2 separate regions of the Sus scrofa genome follow, and region 1 is linked to region 2. A link is a contact called in public Hi-C data. All regions are on one chromosome and are shown on one strand. The core of a region is the stretch at or near the end of the contact, and the rest is flanking DNA. Distances in the headings are between cores, read along the strand shown.

The links. Hi-C and Micro-C count contacts between places; a contact is called where the count stands out from the background.
Region 1: a contact with region 2 is called in a Hi-C map of epiblast stem cells, with 2.1 times the contacts expected there. The contact joins the enhancer-like site here to the promoter of SOX11 in region 2. A contact is called at or near these places in 8 of 47 Hi-C or Micro-C datasets (brain, embryonic fibroblasts, epiblast stem cells and 4 more) and 1 of 2 datasets of contacts at active chromatin or transcription factors (skeletal muscle).

Annotation. Positions count from the first base shown.
Region 1 is chr3:130,174,423-130,181,293 of Sscrofa11.1, forward strand. No RefSeq gene overlaps it. Among named protein-coding and RNA genes, the nearest start is that of SOX11, 380 kb to the left of the region's middle. Within about 2 kb of position 4,554, at least 2 of the 83 cell types and tissues checked have an H3K27ac peak or open chromatin away from gene starts, as enhancers often do. A contact at or near this core is called in epiblast stem cells, where this site is marked.
Region 2 is chr3:129,798,517-129,805,344 of Sscrofa11.1, forward strand. SOX11 (transcription factor SOX-11) reads right to left here and starts at 2,052. Exons shown (of 1, transcript XM_003354937.4): 1 at 1-2,052. The coding sequence starts at 1,681. The coding sequence ends at 338.

The DNA.
Region 1 (6,871 bases), core at 3,304-5,803, 380 kb after region 2:
AAGGAGCAGGTGGACTCTTAACTAACACAAGCCTGAGTTATCAGGTTGGATTCTGTCCCAAAATAAACAGATGTGCCGCTGGCACAGACCCTTCTCTTTCTAAAGTTTCCTTTTCTTCAGTTAAGGTAATGAAGGCCTTTATTTTTTCAAGACCATAAATGTTGTAAAATTTAGAGATGGTTTATCTGGATTGGTATTTTCGTCTTTTTTAGGGCTGCAACCAAGGCATATGGAGGTTCCCAGGCTAGGGGTCCAATTGGAGCTGTAGCCACTAGCCTACACCACAGCCACAGCAACACGAGATCCAAGCTGCATCTGCGACCTACACCAGAGCTCACAGTAACGCCAGATCCTTAACCCACTGAATGAGGCCAGGGAGTGAAGTGGCGTCCTCATGGATACTAGTCAGATTCGTTTCCACCGAGCCATGACGGGAACTGCTAGCTCGGTAGTTTGTAATTTAATTTAACTTTATTTTATTATTATTATTTTAAGTTTTATTGGCATTCAGTTGACTTACAATATTGTATTATTTTCAAGTGTACAGCAAAGTGAGTCAGTTAAGCACATACATATATCCATTCTTTTTTCCCATATAGGTTATTACAAACTGTCATGACCATAGTTATTATTGTTAGTTCCTGTGCTTTTTCCTTTTCTTTTAAATCAATTAAGCCACATCACCACCAAAATTAAAAGAAAAAATTCAGTAGCTCATTATTTCAATGAAGGGTTCTACTGCTAATTTTTTTTTCTAGAGATCATTAAAAAAATTAGGAGTTCCCACTATGGCTCAGCTGATTAAGGACCCAACATAGTCTCTGTGAGGATGTGGATTCAATCCCTGGCCCTGCGCAGTGGGTTAAGGATCCAGCATCACTGCAGGCTGCAGCATGGGTCATAGATGTGGCTTGAATCCAGCGTTGCTGTGGCTGTGGTGTAGGCTGGCAGCTGCAGCTCTGATTCAGTCCCTAGCCTGGGAAATTCCATATGCTGCATGTGTAAAAATAATAAGAAAGAGAGAAAGAAATGAAGAAAGAAAGAGAGAGAGAGGAAGGAAGGAAGGAAAGAGGGAGCATGGCTGTCCATCGTGTACACTGAAGATAATCTCACAATCAGACCGTTTTGGTGATGTTTGCTTAGTCTCTTCCAAAGTGTCCACTGTCCCTCCAAAGCCCCGTTCATGGTCATACACACTTCTTTTGGAATAGAAGACACTTGAACTGTCACTCATTTCTGTACTGAGAGAACCAGGAATCTGAGTGAGCAGAACAAGGAAAGAAGCTGCCAACCACAGGATTGCTGCATCCCCACATGGCTAAAGAGGGATACAATCCAAACCCCAAATAACCAGGGGCAAAGACAAGAAGCATCCCCCACACCCCAAGGCCAGAGAGGACCAGTAAGAGGAGACTCTGGAGACAAATTGAAGGCATTTTCCAGAGAGTTCTTTGAGTTGGGATTCAGATAGCATCCACTGTCCTGCTGTGTTCCCTGGTGGTGGCAGGAAAATCCAGTGCAAAGGACAGGCTGACGGCCACCCTGCAAACCTTGTCACCATGAGAGCTCCCGGCAGAGGCAGGGAGAGGGACAGAATTAAGTAGAAAGGACTCAGAATAGCTGGGAATCAATCATTAGACCTGCTTGGAGTAATTTATTTCAAGGCTGTACAGGAAGCATCCGGTGAGGTCCCGGATTGATGAGTGAGTTGACGAGCCCCAGTGATCTATTGATGTGCGCCGGCCAGTCATGTGATGATAGATTTTCTGTGACTGTGACTGAGGCCCACATTTTTCCATCCCTGGTTTTGGTGTAACATCCTCACTATGTAAGCTTTATGAAATCACATAGAGCAGAGCTGTCCACGAGAAATATATGTGACACAGGTAATCTGAGTAGTCACATTAAAAATGATCAACAAATGAACAAGTGAATTTTAATTAGAAACTTTGTATCATCCAGTATATCGAAAATATTTTCACAACATGTATCACTACCCACATCTTAAGAGCTCATTAACAACATGTGGTTAGGAATTCCTGCTGTGGCTCAGGGAGTTAAGGATCCCATGTTGTCTCTGAAAGGATGTGGGTTCAAACCCTGGCCTGGTGCATTGGGTTAAGGGTCTGGCATTTCCATGGCTGTGGTATAGGCTGCAGCTGCAGCTCGGATTTGACCACTAGCCCAGAAACTTCCATCTGCAGTGAGTGTGGCCATAAAATGAAAAAAAACGAAAAACAAAACAAAAACATGGGGCTAGTGGCACCATGTCATCTGAAATATTATTTATTATATTTATACTTCTGTTTTTATGAAAATAAATTTATTGTGAATTTTTATAAATGCATATAAAATGAATATATTAAACGTTCCAGTTTTCTCTCCTATGAAGAGAGCCAGGAAGCGTTAAGGAGTTTTTCTCTAAATCCAGCCACCAATAACCAGGGAGCCTCAGAAAAAAAGTTGTCCAGGGCACTCAGATACATTTATCACCCGTGCACCCCACCCTACACACATGAGCAGGTGTGGCTGAAACTCTGCTTCTAGGGGGGGTTGAGCACATCACTCCTCTGAACAGTGGGAACCAAAGCCTCTCTAACCTTCCATACTTGTCGCGTCCCTTTAGTCTTTTCACTCACCTCAAACAGGTGAGAATCGGGCCTCAGGTTCTGTCGGTCATGCTATTTGAAACCACAGTGCATGGGGACAACAGGTGATGACAGGGTGCTCTCTTGACTCCAGAGTGACAACTGCACCCACCACGCCATCACCGTGAGAGCCCTGGGCCCAGGGTTTAGTGTACGGACCAACAGCCCACTTTTGTCTGGTTCCGAATCAGTCCATGTGAAAAATCCAGCCATCAGTTCTTGTAGACACAGGAAAGTTTTGTCCAGGCTCTGAAGTCCCCTGTGTAACTGCATCCCATCCATGTTCCCCTGTACATATGAAATCATGCTTTCACATGCAGACCCAGTGTTTTGAAAATTGCACAGACAAGCATGCTCCCAAAGCCCGCATCAAGTGTCTTCCACCTCTCCTCACCCCAGCAGAGCCCGCCCTAAGAGTAAAGTCACCAACGCAAAAGCGTACATCACGGAGAAAACTACACGGCTCTTGTCGTGAGAGGACCTGGATGCTCAGCTACAGTGAAGCAGGTCCCTGCAGATCCTGCAGATCACAGGCCCCCCCGCATGGGGCGGGAGAGGGGCTGTGACAGGCCCGAGCCCCCAGAAAGGGCATCGCCAGAGGGTGTGGCTCAGCTTTAACACCATCTCGGCCGTCGTTACGATGCCACAGTGATTGAAGCCTTTCCCCGTGTGAAAAAATTAAGCCCTCTCCTTTTATGTTTTGTGAGACTTAGGCATGTAAATATCTTTTGCTAGAAAAAAATTTCAGCCCCTGTCGCTTGAATCTTGGGGCTAGAATTACGTGCACCTTTGCATCGTGTTATTATTCCCACGGGGGCGCGAGGACTGCCACCCTCCCCTCGTTAATATCAGGTCGTTGGTGTCGCCTGTGTGTTTCGTCAGTGAAATGCCCCCATGAAAATATTTTTTAATAATTTCCATTCTGTATAGATTTGCCAACACTTCTGAAACATCGCTGGTGTTTCTTCTGTCCTGGGTCACTGTCCCTGCTCTACTGTTCTAACCCTTTTGCATGCTTTCCATCTTGCGGACCAACCAAACTGTATCTTTTTTTTTTGGCTTTTTACAGTCACACCTGTGGCATATGGAATTTCCAGGCTACAGATCTAATTGGAGCTTCAGCCAGGGCTTATGCCACAGCCAGAACATCCATGACCTCCTCTGCCACCTGTGGCAAAAAATGCCGGATCCTTAACCCACTGAGCCATGATGGGAACTCCAAATTGAGACTATGGATGAATTTAGTTTTTTAATTTTATTTTTTAAATCGAAGTAAGTTTTTATTTTTATTTTTTAAGTTTAAACAATTCACAGTGTTGTGTTAATTTCTGCCGTACAGCAAAGTGGTGCAGTTACACACACACACACACACACACACACAATTTTTCCATCTTCCTCTCCATTATCAGTTATCACAGGATGTCGAATATAGCTCGCTGTCCTCTTTGTCATTTACAGATTTGTGTGCGTGGTGTGTATATGGGTGTGCATGTTTGTGTGGTACGTGTGTGTGTGTGTGTGTGTGTGTATAACTGCACCACTTCGCTGTACAGCAGAAATTAATACAACACTGTGAAATGTTTAAACTTAAAAAATAAAAATAAAAACTTACTTCGATTTAAAAAAAAAATTTTTACTGTGTTTACTGTGTATGGGGTGTGTGTGATGTGTGGTGTGTGTCTGTGGTGTGTTTTGGTGTCTGTGTGATGTGCGCATGTGTGTGGTGGGTATCTGTGTGTGGGGGGTGGGTATGGCGTGTGCATGTATACATGTGGTATGTGTGTGTCTGTGGCGTATGTGGTGTGTCGTGTGTGTGTCTACGTGAGCAGCTCCATTATATTCTGCCCTGATAGGCCACCCCTTTGTGCTAATGTAATGACCTAAAGTGTTTAGTCTTTCAGGCGCATTTGCATTTCAATAAGGATTACCAGAGTGTTGAAAACACTCTAAGCTTTCAAAGTCTGGTAATGCTGGAATGTGGGTTTGCAGGTAGAAGTCCTTTATCTCCCCACCCCATCCCCCCAGTGAATTTTATTGACATTTATAGGTGTACCACGCTCATCACAACCCAGTTTTATAGCATTTCCATCCCAAACCCCATCCTTCACTCCTTGGCATCGTCGCCTCTGCAAGTCTCTTCTGGCTCCTTGGAGACCTCACAGTTCGGACACGGACCATTTCCTTAAAAATATCTTCAACTTTCTCATGCATTCCTCTGAGGATCATATTTTCCTGCCAATCCAGAGCCTGCTTAATTATATATATACACATATATATTTATGTATATTTTTTATAATGGCTGCACATGCAGCATATGGAAGCCTGAGCTGCAGGCCTACACCACAGCCACTGCAGCATGGCATCTGAGCCGCATCTGCAACCTACACCGAGACTTGAGGCTCAGTCAGACCCTTAACCCACCGAGCGAGGCCAGGGACCAAACCCTCATCCTCATGGATTCTGGTTGGACTCTTAACCCACTGAGCCGCAAGTGGAACCCCATATTTGTATCCTATGTGGCTGAACATTGCTGGAGAAAACTCTCAGGACCATTTGAATTGTTCTTGCTTGAAATATAATAATCATACATCTCAAAGAAGCCTGTGACATGTGCATGATGTGTCCACAACAGAAGGGGAGGGAGGAGGAGGAAGGGAGGGGCACAGAGGATCCCGCTCTGTCGCTCTGTCTCCCTTCCAGGGTAAGCATTGCTGTCTGCTGGCTGGACTCTGAGCAGAGTAGTGGATGCGTATGAAGAAGAGGGAACACCAGAAATGAGACCGATTGAATCTAGAAAGAATGGAACTAATCACTGAAAGAAATAACGAATCGTGAATGGCCAGAGCCAGGTATAGAAGTGGATTTACAGAACAGGCCAAGGGCTGTTAACGCTTTGCAATGACTTCCAGAACCACTGACCTGTCCTGTAGGAGGGGCGATCATCTGCAGGTCTGCCACGGCCAGCATCTTCGTTTCTCCACTTCTTGGACCCTTTCTTACATTTGCCCTGCACCCGTCATATTTCTCAAATATTTTGGCATCACCTGTCATGGGCCCTGGACATTTTTCAGTAACAATAAAACACAGTCTCAAGTCAGGGATTATGAGCCCGGAAAACATTTGTTGAACATATGGTTTAAATTATTTTTTCTGTGTCTGGAAAATTAGTAGATTTCTAACCTACAGAGAGAATCAAAAATATAGGAGTAGGTATTTCCTGGTAAAACTGGAGAAGGGTGTTGCTCCATCATCATACAATTTATTTGTATAGCAGGCTGTAGATGTGCCTAGATATTTAACAATGCCTGGCTATAACAGAACAGCTACTAGACAGGGTGTTTCGGAAGATTCCCCCAGGACCACGCTTGCAATGGGCCAAGAATACACGTTACAGATGTAGAAATTCAAATTAATCTCAAATGCATTCCTTGAGCAAGGTGCCAAAAAAGTTCTCTCTCGTAGTAATTAGCTTTATAATTTATTTATATAGTATTTTACTCCAAAGCATTTGAATTGACAAAGCATCATTCACTACGTGAAATAGAAAGTTAATTAGCAATAAGTAAGAAGATAAAGACAAAGAAGGACAAAGAAAGGAAAATAATCTCTAAAAGTGAAAAAAGACAAAGACTAATTTAGAAATTATGGGGAAGTATTAGCAAATTAAATTTATCACTTTGAGTATTACTTGGAATTACTAGAACTGTTTTCTGGGATTTTTTTTTTTACCGTCCTAAAGTGTCAGAGTCTGGTTGTCACACCTCTCACAATCTGTTCTATAGAGAGTCTTATGTCACTGGTAAAAATACAGCTGCAGGGATCATAGCACAGAATTAAGGGTGTGGCCTTGGGAATTGTTTCCTAGCTTATGTACCTTTCTGATTCAGGGGTTGATTTTCTCTTCTTCTGGAAATCTAACCAGGATGAATGATTTTTGTTTTTGAAGGAGATTACATCTTAAAATTATTTTGGTTGTTAAGGATGGGTGTGATTTCTGGGAATATCAAAAGGCACTGAGCCAAGGTTTGTGATTATAGTTGAAGACAATGGCTCTGAGTTTTACAGGGGATGATACCTGGTCATGTTGTGTAGCTAATAAGATGACTGCAACATAGGTTTTCTTTTTCTTTGTCTTTTTAGGGCCACACCCTTGGCATATGGAAGTTCCCAGGCTAGGGGTTGAATTGGAGCTGTACCTGCCAGCCTACACCACAGCCACAGCA
Region 2 (6,828 bases), core at 802-3,301:
ACATTTGAGGGGGAAAAAAAAAAAATCACAACTCCAGACTAGGTATGCAACTACCTTGAGACACGATAAAGGAGGGGGGGGACAAAAAAAGGACAGGAAAAAATGTTTTAAAACTACTCATTTCACTTTAACTCCACCAAAATTTTCATCTTTTTCAATTTCTTTGTGTCACGACATCATATCAATATCAGCATCTTCTCTCCCCCTCCACCCTACCACCACCACCATCGACACCACCACCACCATCGCTATCATCAGCATCATCACGACCACCTTCCTCCCAAGGAACCCTGCTCTGCACCCGCCGAGAGAAAGAGCGAGAAGCGGGGCGCCTCTCTCAATACGTGAACACCAAGTCGGAGAAGTTCGCCTCCAGCCAGTCCCCCGCGATCATCTCGCTCAGCTCCGGCGTGCAGTAGTCGGGGAATTCGAAGTGGGAGCCCAGGCTGCCCTCGCTGAACGAATCCAAATCCTTATCCACCAGAGACAAGGACAGGTTCCCCGCCGCCGCGCCGCCCCCCAGCTGCTGCTCGCTGGCGCTGTGCGCGCTTTGGGAGAAATTCAAGCTCAGGTCGAACATCAGGTCGTCGGCGTCCTCACCGCCGCTGCTGCTGCTGCTGCTGCTGCCGCTGGACGAGGAGGACGAGGAGGTGGAGACAGAGCGCGAGGACGCGGGCGAGAGCGCGGGCTGCGCCAGCGGCGGCGGGTGCTGCTTGGTGATGTTCTTGAAGCTGTAGTAGAGGCGGCTGCCGCCCCCGGCGCCTGAGGTCGCGCCGGCCCGCACCTCGTCGTAGAGGCTCGCGCCCTCGGGGGACTCGGCCGAGCTGCTCAGCGTGGGGCTGGCGGGCACTTTGGCGACGTTGTAGCGTCTCAGCAGCTGCGGCGGCTGCTGCCCGGGAGGCTGCAGGAGCTGCGGGTGCGGCGGCTCCTCGTCCTCCTCGTCCGCCTCCTGCTTGATCCGCAGCTGCAGCTCGTCCTCGTCCTCGTCGTCCTCGTCGTCCTCATCCAGGAACACGCACTTGACCGTCTTGCCCGCGCCGCCGCCGCCCGCCCCGCTCACGCGCAAGCTGCCGAGCACGTAGTCGTCGCCCGCGCCGCCGTAGTCCCCCGGCTGGGCCGCCTTGCCCGCGCCCGCCTTGGCGCCGCCGGCCGCGGGGGCCGCGGGGGCCTTGAGCTTGCCGCATTTCTTGCTCGAGCCCTTGGAGGTCTTGGCGCCGCCCGCGCCGCCGCCCGCGCCCCCGCTGCCGCCGCCCGCCGCGTTCTTCTCGGGGCTCTGGCTGGCGCTGGGCTTGGCCGAGGGGTCCATTTTGGGCTTTTTCCGGGGCCGGTACTTGTAGTCGGGGTAGTCGGCCATGTGCTTGAGCCGCAGCCGCTCCGCCTCCCGGATGAACGGGATCTTCTCGCTGTCCTTCAGCATTTTCCACCGCTTGCCCAGCCTCTTGGAGATCTCAGCGTTATGCATGTCCGGAGACTGTTCCATGATCTTCCTGCGCTCGATCTTGGACCACACCATGAACGCGTTCATCGGCCTCTTGATATGGCCCGACGCCGTCTTGCACCAGTCCGGGTCGCTCTCGTCCAGGGCCACCGGGCTGCAAGCCATGAATTCACCCTCCTCCGTGTCCAGCGCCTCCCGGGGCAGGTTGCTCTCCGCTTCCAAGCTCTCGGCCTGCTGCACCATGATCCGCTTTGGGGCTGGGCGCTCCAACCCGGGCCGCTCGGTCTCGTGCGGAACTCCCCCTCCCCCTCTCGCCCCTCCACCTTCCCGGGCAAGTTGCAAAGTCCTCGGCACCCCGCGTCTGCGGCTCCCCCCCTCCCCCCCGCCCCCCCTTCCAGGCTGCACACAGCGGCTACGGCGGCTTCGGCGGCGACGGCCGCCCGCGCGCGGGGAGCTGCAGCCCCGACCGGAGAGGCGGCGGCGGCGGCGGCGGCGGCGGCGGCGGCGGTGGCGGCGGCGGCGGTGGCGGTCGAAGCAGCCCGGGACCCCTCTCTCCGGCTCGTGGCTCCCGCCGCGAGCGCCGAACCCCGAGCACTCCCAGGCGCGCGCGCTCCTTCTGCAAAAAGTTGAGGGCTCTCTCCCAACTAGTTATCAGGGTGTCATATGGGTGACATCACTCCCCGGCCCAGCCAATGGCTGGGGGCCGGCTCCGCCCATCTCCCTTTATTAACTCCCCGGCCCCTCCCCCTTCCCCCGCCCTCGGGGCTGCTTTGCAAAGATGGGGGGTGGGGGAGAAGGAGGAGGCATGTCTAGAAATATGTTATTTTTAAAAAATCCGCTTGTGTGCACAGATGCGCCTCTCCTCGGGATGCTCGGGAGCCGCGCACCGGCCCGCGGCGCGCTGAGCTGGCGCGCGCGGGGCCAGCCGGGCTGGTCCTGGCGCCGGAGCCAGCCCAGAACCAGGTCCCGGGAGAGGCCCAGCGCCCCTTTGTGCCGGGTGCCCGTGAGGCCCGTCGGTGAGAGCAGATGAGGCGCGCACACTTCCCGCGCGCGCACGCTCGGGCACGCGCACGGGCTAAGAGGGCGGGTGCAGCCCGGCCCGCCCGCCTGGGCGCAGCTGCTCCCCGGAGCGCCCCCGGGGGCTCAGCCGCTCCCCCGCGCCGCGCATCTCCGGAGTCGGCTCCGGGAGCCGGGCGGACGGAAGGTGGCGCTTTAACACAACAACCTTCCTGGGGCACGTGGACTCTTTCCTCCTCTTCCCTTTCTCCTTTTCTCTAAGGCAAAGATATGCTTTCAAAGCTCGAGAGGCTGTATTTCCCCCTTCCCCGTTCGCATATTCTGTTTTGTCCTTTTTCTCCGTCTGTTTTCCCTCCTCCACGGTGTTTGGAGACGCCGCGGCGTGGGTTTGGCTGCGCCCTGTGCCCGCGGGCCCCGCCCCTGTCGGAGGCCGGAGTAACGGTCTTTGGGGTTCGGCTGGGGCCAGGTCCTCGTCTTCAATCTAACCACCCAGGCTGGTTCTAAACCGGGTCCTGGACCTGAGAGGTTCCACACAGCCCCGCCCCTGCGTCACTCCCCCCCCCCGCCCCCGTCCCTTCCCGTCTCCTCCCTCCAGCTCCCCCACTCCTTCCCGGGCCTCCTCTTCCTCTTTGTCCCCTCCCCCTGTCGCGGTCACCAGCGTCCTCCAGAGCAGCCTGGTCCTGAAATCTAGCGAGGAGCTAGCCTGCCTTCTGGGTCACTCGCTATTGTAGCAGAACAACTTGGGCCAAAAAGAAAACAAGGAGCACCCCAAGTCTGGAGTCGAAATATTTCCCTCCGACAAAGGTGGGACCGACTGCTCTAAGAACATGGACACGGTGCGCACCCGAGCTGATGGAAAACCCGTGCCCCATGGGTCTCGCTCTGCTACTTCCAGATCTGTTTTTCTTTGTGTGTATTTTGGTCGCTGTTAGCCATCAATGGATATTCTGGAGGCAATTAACAGAACCCGCGGCTTCCTAGGCCTTTTCTGTCCTCATCCTCATCTTCACACCCTCCAGCGTTGGGGAGCTGGCACTTTGAGTGGTTCCTAAGATACTGCCCAGAGGACTTCACAAGAAAAGTCAGCTGCTTAGGACTAGTAAAATCACGCCAGCCTGCTTTCTGTCAGGTGCCTTCTCTGGGAAAAAACAAAACAAAACAAAAAACAACCATTACCTAAGCATTGCAGTGCTTCTGACGTCTTCGACGTCTTCAGTAACATAAAACGGTACCATGTTTTCACAGATCTTCTTTTTTTTTTTTAATTGTCACGATCGCCATACCCTCCCCCACTTCTGTCCAACCTAAAGAAAAAGAGGACGTCAAATGCGTGCCGTATTCTGGCCAATAATGCTGGCAATTTGTTTTTTAAGGGCCAAGGGAACAGAAAGAATTTATAGTCATGCTTATGGGGTAACCTGAAGTCTGGAGATGTGTAACGCCCAGCGTGTGCAAATTCATCTTCACTCCCACCAGGCCAGCCCTGAATCTTGTTTTCCTCTCACCTCTCACGTTTCCCAGCTCTTCCAGTTCTTGGGAAATCACAGGAGGTGGGGGGAGCTGTGTGGGACTCTGCACCTCTCTTCCTGCAGCAGAAGACAATGCACACTCTAGCTAGAGGGCTCGAAACAGTTCAGCTCAGTTGCAGTATTTTCATGCATACTAGGAGGGCCCCTAGCATTGTACATTCTGAGAGAGAATACGTTTGAAAATCCCTGGCAAATTCAATATTTATGTGCCTTCTTCACTCTGTATCAAAAATCAGGTTTAATTTTACTTATTTAATATTTTACAAAAAACAAAACCAAACCCAGATCCTTTATTTTCCCTTTTCTCTTGACCTTTGTTGCTGAGTCCTAAAGTCTGTTCTTTGGACTACATACTAAGCCACATCCGTATTCTTCTTAAAGCGACTATTTTTTTTTCAACTTTATTTTTTTCCAACTTTATTTTTTTCCCCTTAGATTGAACTTTAGAATGAGAATTGCGGTGAGAAGAGTAGGGCAGGAAAATAATAGGATGTGCTCTCCCAGGGCTAGGATCTTCTTAGAGGAAATATAAGGTAAATGTACTCTTTCAAATGCGAAGTGTGATTTCTGTTCAAAGCAAGATAGCTGTTTGTTGGGGAAGAGAAAGCAGCTAGGAGGGGGTTGTTTATTCCTTGGAGAGGACTGGAAATGAGAGTGGTGTGCGGGTAAGCCTAGGGGCTTGAGGCTTTCCATAAACACAGCAGAGACTGGAGGGGGAACGTGGTTGTTCCTGGGGTCCCGGGGAATGGGGAAGAGCCCATTTCTCCCTCTGTGCCTCAGGCAAGGGAAGACAGCTCGCACAAGGGACCAACTAGATTGCCCTTTTGTAGCATGGATCCACCCCACATATTTCATCTTAGCTAACTTAGTAGGGACAAGGAAGGAGGAAAGGAAAAGAAAATTAACTCATCTCTATACCTTTTTTTCTTCCTAAGGAAAAACATTTTAAATAAGGGTAATGTGTTTACAAAAGACATGGGAACATGTTTGAGACCCGCACGTTTCCTGCAGGAAGAGTCCTTGCTCATGAAAAGCAGTAGTAACCAACTATTAAAAAGAATTTTAGGCTAACAGGTCGAAAATGTGGCTTTCTGTAATGATACAATTCTTGAAAGTCTAACTTGGTAAAAATGGAAATTGATCTGCTATTTTTTAAACCACTGAATGTACATCAGGATTAGACCCTACGGTCATCTTTTTTATAGCCAATATTCACCTCATCTTCCTGTATAATATCTGTTTACAAGCAAGATATGGAGTTTTCTTACTAACAGTAAACATTATTGGATATATAATTAATGTTCAGTTGTAAGATCTGTTTATTTCTTTTTCTTTTTTCTTTTTTTTTCCTGGCTGCCAAGTCCAGCAGCCTGATGTGAGATCTCAGTTCCCAGATCAGGGATAGAATATGGGCCGCGGTGGTGAAAGGATTGAGTTCCTAGCCACTAGACCACCAGGGAACTCCCTTAAGATTTATTTTTGATTATGAGAGCCACAGAGGACTATTTTCATGCTATTGTCTCTTTACAATTCATCTTTACAAAAAATATTTATAAGGACTGTTATATAAGAGGGTAAGATATTCTACAAAATCTCTTAAAATTATCAAAACACAGTGAGAGCAAATATGAAATGTGTCTTTTTCCTTTGAAGAAGAAACATTTTGCTAAGTAAACAATACCCTAAAAATACCAGTATGTGAACAACCAGCTCACTGAATGGAACATGCCATTTTTAGAAGTATTCTGACTCCATGCCTGTCTCCATCTCTCCATCGCTAGAAGGATGCTCTGCAGGACCACTCTTGCCTTTTCTTCTCCTCGAACCTGCTCTCCCAAGATGTGTCCTTTGCTCCTCTTCATTCAGCTCCATCAGACCTGAGTCTTGAGCTTGGATCTGAATATCTTCTGTCTAGGGGACATCCCCCTTGCATGTCCCTCAGACACGGTATAAATAGAACTATAGGTTGAATGGATATAAGGTGAACTCACTCTATTTTTCAGACATATGCGCGTGCACGCATACACACACACACACACACGCACACACACACACACACACACACACACACCATTACTTTTTACTGCCACTCTTCATATAGTTACAACTTGGTGAAACTTATCACAACTTACATGTTCACTAAAATAGCCTGTGGGCACCATCTCAGAATCATTACCCACCCATTACCCAACCCCCCACCCCACCCCGCCGCCACATCCACCTAAACACTGAGGTCTTCCTAAGGTGAATATTTTTGTCCCAAAGAATTCCACATGCTCCGACGCCTGCCTCACTCTCTGTAGCTCGGCTCACCCCATTCTTCTCAGGATGCTCTAGCACCTTTGCATTTATTCTACACAGCTGGAACTTTCCTTTCTCATGTTCTTTGCATGTGGAGCCCTTTCAAGGCATTCAGACCTCAGGTGCAATGCCCCTCCCCCCAGCACACAGGCTGCCCAGGACTGTCCATCCTTGCTCAGCCCACCACACGTGAGACACTAAAATCATCTTGAATTTTCCACTCACTTGTCCTCTGAATCACTCAGTGGGAGACTATGTTTCCTTAAAGCAGGAGCAGTAGGGTCCTAATGACAGAGGACGGGGGACTCTGAAACTTATAAAACAAAATTTTGCGTTGTGCGCACCTTCCAGAAAGACACGCAGGTCAATATCTCTTCTCATGAAGCACAATTCAGGCTATTTTCCATTCCATTTCTTTAAACAATATTGGCTAAAACCCACTGAACTCACCTCTGAAGGACGCACTACTGAAGACTGAAAAACTCTGGTGTAGGTACTGGGAGCTAAAACACAAAATATCCTGCCTTAGACTCAACATTCTGG